2 separate regions of the Mus musculus genome follow, and region 1 is linked to region 2. A link is a contact called in public HiChIP or PLAC-seq data. All regions are on one chromosome and are shown on one strand. Each heading gives the region's core, a stretch centred on a gene start, on an enhancer-like site or on the middle of the called end of the contact. The rest is flanking DNA. Distances are from core to core; before and after follow the strand shown.

Region 1 (2,700 bases), core at 84-2,583, 420 kb before region 2:
ACCCACCTTCAAAAATATCAAGATGCCTCTGTCTCTACTGTCTTTTTTTTTTTTTTTTTTGAGGCAGTCTCACTATATACTTCTAGCTGGCTTGGAACTGGTTTTATAGACCAAGGTGGCCCTGAACTCATAGATCACAGAGATCTGCCTGCCCCTTCTAAGTACTGGGATTGAAGACCTGGGCCACTGTTAATTCCAAAAATGTGAGGAAAAAAGACACTGACCCAAATCATCATGGTCAAATTAATTAAAGCAAGCCTTTTAAAATTCATGTACATGGGCTGCCTCCCGCAATGGTGAGGCTCGAGAGGTCAGCGTTGGATGTGAGGAAGACAAGGGTTTTATAGTTCAGGAGTATGTAATGGGCATTTGGTGGGCAAAATAGGCAGGGTTGCAGAAGCAGAACATAAGCATAACAAGTTAGTTATGACACAAAGAGGTAGTTGCAAGATGGGCAAAACAAGGTAGTCATAGCAACAAGCAATCATATAACCTTTTGAAACAAAGATAGGGTTGTAAGATGGTTATAAGCAACAGACATGGTTGTTGTTTCTTGGAACAGGCAGTATAGAATCATTTATAGTTACCTGTGGGGTATAGCCCAATCTTTGAGAAGCAGAAGTTTAACCATAAACAGGAATGAACCTGGTCTGTCTATATTATAAAATGGTTTTTTTGCTTAAGGAGGAGGCAGGTTGGTTCTTCACCACAATGCCTTGCTGTCCCCTAGACCACAGTGGAGGGTGTTCTTCTGAGGTAGCTGGTCTTTAGAATCTTCTTCGTAAGGTGTTCTCGGAGTTGTATGTGGACACTATACTTACTCATTCCCTGCCCGGCTTGGAATGACAAAAAAGTCTGTTTACGGATACTTGTGTATGTCAGGGCTGTGGGGTCTATTATAGTAGTAAGGGGGGGGGGGGCTCTAGACAGAGACTCCAGAAAATTTTTGGACTTGTTTCCAGTAAAATATGACCGTGGGGAGGGGCAAGGAAAGAGGCTACTGGGAGATTTGAGTTGTTATAAAGCAATGTAATACTTCACTGTTTTCTACAGAGAGTATCTCATGACAGGGTTCTGAGAGCCAGCCTTCTTGCCCGCCAACATCTGCAGCTCTTCAGAGCTGTCAGATGCCCTTGCCTGCAGGACTGTGTGGGCCACAAAGAGCTCTGGGTAGGTGGTGAAGGATTGAATCTACCATGGGTAGAGTGGGGCACACCAGAATCTACAGCACCTTCTGTACTAGCAACCCTGTCAAGGGTGATTGTGACCCAAACAATGGGGACATTGTGAGCTCTTCACAGGGGATCATTTGAAGAACCACTCTGCCAGGAGGCCTCCTTTGTTCAGCTGTGTGCGAGAAGCTGCTGGGTGTGAAAGGGATTCTATTGTTTGGAGGATGCTGCTCCACTCTCTGAAAGTTGAAACCCACTTTTCCTGTTTTTTTGAATGAGGGTGGGGCTGAGATGTCAGTGAGCTTGAGTTCTGTCTCATTTATTCTGTTGTTATGGAAATATGTTGAAAGGACATCAATAAAAAGAATGAGATTCTAAGTCTGTAGGTTCTGGAAACAAAATAGAAAACATTTCTAACTTGTTGGATTATGATATTAATTTAACTATTGTCCAAAAAAGGACATGGTACCCACTAACCTTTTGAATATTTTCCGTATGGCAGGCACAGGGAAATAGATCCCTCTGAACACTTCACACAATTTAAATTTGACAAGGCAGCTGTGATTATTCCTATTCAACATGTCACTTGTCAACGATCACTCAGATAGGAGGACTCAGATCTTCATTCTAAGCCAAGTTTTGACTACACACTCATTTTTAAATACATACATTTTATTATCTATAGTGGAGGTATACAACATAATGGTATCCTTCGTCCCTCCCTCCCTCCCTCCCTTCCTTTTTTCTTCCTTCTCCTGCTCCTTTTAGATTTTATTTCTTTTATATATGTGGGTAAAACATCTCTCTCTTCAGACACACCAGAAGAGGGCATCAATACCATTGCAGATGGTTGTGAGGTACCATGTGGTTGCTGGGAATTGAACTCAGGACTTCTGGAAGAGCAGTCAGTGTTCTTAACCACTGAGCCACCTCTCCAGCCCCTTGTTATTGTTTTCTTAACTGGAGTCTGTCTGCTGCGCGTGTCCTTCTTGACTTCTTCAGTTTGCATATCTACTGCTTTGTATCTTCTGACCTATGTCTCGAATTTCCTGAATATATTCCTGAATATAACCTGTTCATATTGTATTTTTTGTGTGTATGTTTCCTGGACCGGTCCTTTGGCACTGCCCAGTTGGTGTGCTCTTCTCTGGGAAGACCAGCCCTCCTACTCCCAGCATTCCTCAGTTGCCTGCATGTCTTTGTGTTAGATGGTGGCCTCTGTGGCTTGTTCTTGTCTACTTAGGTGTGTCCATTGGTTTCATCCTTGTTCGGCTCACATTCGGGCTGTCATGATGGTGTTATGGAGTTAACTTCTGATGTTACTAGGAGACACCATCTCAGAGCAAACTCCCTGACCCTCTGGTTCTTTATTGTTATTAGATGTCACACGCAGATGAGATCATAGAGTATTTTTTTTCTGCTATGTGCTTATTAAAGGCATGCACCACCACGCTCAGCTGAGTAGTGTTCTGCTTGTATAGTGCACTTGATACACCTCTGCTTCTTTGTTCACTCACTGATGGGTGCT
Region 2 (2,700 bases), core at 112-2,611:
CGTGGTAGTAAATATATGTCGATTATAGAATTTCTGCCAGGAATAAAAAGAAGAGGGTTCTAATTGGCTCAGATTGCAGGGAATCCCCCAACTCCCCGAGAACCCCATGCAACATTAAGGCTTTTCTAGGTCATTGGAGGGGATGGGAGTTTGAACTTTTAATGATATAAAGTTGGAGCAGCAGTCGACCTTAGGGCTATGTTGGCTGCCAGGGCAAATAGTCTGATTGTCACCCCAACCATCCTTCCCCAATTTCTCTAAGCATTTTAGATACGGCAGGTATGAAAGTCTGGTCTCAAACTTGTGAAAATGGGAGAGGGCCAAGACACACTTGCCATTTTGAAGACAATCTTGAAAGGGGCTAGCCGTCAGAGAAGCACTAAGTGATTCCATTACTCCTTCATTGCATGAGAAATCGTGAATGGCTATTCAATTCAAATGACAGAGCCTTTAATGAACCTACTGCCTGTGGCTCGTTCTACTTCAGGGAGTCTGTTAGTCACATCTGTGTGATCACCTAAGGATCGATACCAAAGTGAGCTAGGCTGTGGTAGAAAAATCAGGATGCTTCCGGTTCAAGATAAAGCAGTCAATTTTTGATTAACAGGCAAATGCAAGTGACTTGTCTAAACTTCCATGACAGTGCATGCAAATCCTAGTGAAAGGCACCCAACCGGGCTTTTCTACATGCTGATCTGGACAAAGAAATTAACAAGCTGGTAAAGTGACTTTGATTGATCTGTGAACTCTAACACACTGACTGATTCCTAATAAAACAATAATGGTTTATTTCATAAAATGGTCAAACTCTCCAATGAAGAATGGAAAACCCCTCTCTCTTTTTTCATTATTTAAAGATAGAAAGAAAAAAAAGGCAGAGAAGTTTCCTTAAACAAACCCTAAGAGAATGCAGCCCGTTCGAGGTAATTCCAGCAACTTGAGCTCCTCTGAGGTTCGCTCTTTGCATTTCCTCCTCTTCCAATTCAAATCAAGCCACTGGGAATAACAAGCCTTGCGGATCGAGGCGTTTGGGGCAGCCTGCAGTTCTGACAATGGTGGATTTTCACCACACACACCCACACAAGCTCACAGTCTCAGCACTCATTTAAACCAAAGATTTAAAGTAGACTGCTGTCCAAGAGACAACAGCATTTTTTTCCTACAAGATCATCGATTTAAAAAAAAAAAGAAAAAAGAAAAAAAACAAAAAAAAATCAAACCTTCCCATATCTCTTACCTCCAAGCAGTGGAATTACCTGCAGAAGATGCCGCCCCTTCCTTGTACAACGAGCCAGCCTTTGACCAGAAGCAAGATAACTCCAAACGAAGGAAAAAATAAGCCCTTTATATTGTAATTTTCACTGTTTATATGCAAGAAGTGTAGTGGGTCTGCTCACGTAGGAATAAATAAAAAGCCGAACAAACTGCACAGCAGCTACCATGTGAAAAGAAAAGCCCTCTAGTGGCCACAGGATGAATTCTTTAAGGAAGGGAGAGAAGAGAGGAGACGGAGGGAGCAGGAACTGAGGAAGCCCAGGTAAACACACACACACACACACACACACACACACACACACACACACACACACACACACCACACACACCTACCTCTAGCTCTTCAAACTCTAGAATCTCCCTTCCCTACATTTAGGCTACCCAGAGGTATGAAATCCATCTCTTAATTTCAGTGCGACCTTGTTAAGTTAGCCAGGATGCAGCTGCTTCAGCCTGGTTTGAAAGAGTTGAGTAATTTCACAAACTCACTACTACCCACCCTGGAGGTCTCGCCAGGAAATAACAAGCAGGTGGGATCCCCAAGGCTTTGGATTCCTACACTCAAAGTGGCTAGAGCCCCCTGAAAGTCTAAGCTTGGTGCTTTGGGCCAGATATCCATGTTTTCTAAACATGGGGTGGGTTTAGCGGTCACCAGCTTCTGTGCAGGTGACCTGCTTAGTCATCGAGTTCCTTCTTTTAAAAGGCCACTCAGCTGTTCCAAAATGATCCATAATACTTTTAAGTGAGGACCCTACATCTTTGCCTCATTCCGTTCTATAGCTGGCCCTGCTGACTGAGAAGGCATGACACCCCTAACGTCCTAATTGAAAAACACCAGGAAGCAAACGAGAGCCTGTACCTATGTTAGCTACTTTGGCAAATGAGTGCATGGAACACATTAAGCAACCTAAGAGACCTACCAAAGAATGCAGAGGGTACTTCCTAGGGGCCATAAGCACTGTCCATCACTCGAGCAGACCTACAGGCTGGCTGATATACAGGTTACATGCATGCATATTCAATATTTTTAACAACAGGAGACTTTTTTAAACAAAGGCCACAGACTGTCAGATACACACACACACACACACACACACACACACACACACACACACACAGAGAGAGACAGAGACAGAGACAGAGACAGAGAGACAAGAACAGAGACAGATAGACAGACACAGAGACACACACTCAGGTATCACACACCTTTATTTTTCAAATAAAATTTCAAATAAAATTTCAAATGAAATTTCCAAGCCTATCTTCAGCAGTGGGAGTCCCTGGACACTCCTTGTATCCCACCAGTAACCAGGCAACCTTCAAAAAAAATCTGGCCTGGCCTGGTTCACAGTGAGACCTCCTCTGGCCAAGATGGTCATCCCTCTAGGATCTTACAGGAAACAGTTGAGAATATTATCTCAGCCC

Evidence for each region. HiChIP or PLAC-seq counts read pairs in DNA pulled down with a chosen protein or histone mark.
Region 1: an H3K27ac HiChIP or PLAC-seq map of embryonic stem cells shows a contact between it and region 2, with 4 times the contacts expected there. The contact joins the enhancer-like site here to the promoter of Insyn2b in region 2. A contact is called at or near these places in 7 of 39 promoter capture datasets (the C10 cell line, cranial neural crest, embryonic stem cells and 4 more), 1 of 484 Hi-C or Micro-C datasets (embryonic stem cells), 1 of 115 datasets of contacts at active chromatin or transcription factors (embryonic stem cells) and 1 of 9 other capture datasets (liver).

What each region holds. Positions count from the first base shown.
Region 1 is chr11:34,737,759-34,740,458 of GRCm38.p6, reverse strand. The region is part of intron 2 of Dock2 (dedicator of cyto-kinesis 2); the gene reads left to right. Among named protein-coding and RNA genes, the nearest start is that of Gm51858, 44 kb to the right of the region's middle. Within about 2 kb of position 1,333, at least 48 of the 459 cell types and tissues checked have an H3K27ac peak or open chromatin away from gene starts, as enhancers often do. A contact at or near this core is called in embryonic stem cells, where this site is marked.
Region 2 is chr11:34,313,483-34,316,182 of GRCm38.p6, reverse strand. It overlaps Insyn2b (inhibitory synaptic factor family member 2B), which reads right to left and starts at 1,361. Exons shown (of 4, transcript NM_001025382.2): 1 at 1,238-1,361. The region is part of intron 27 of Dock2 (dedicator of cyto-kinesis 2); the gene reads left to right.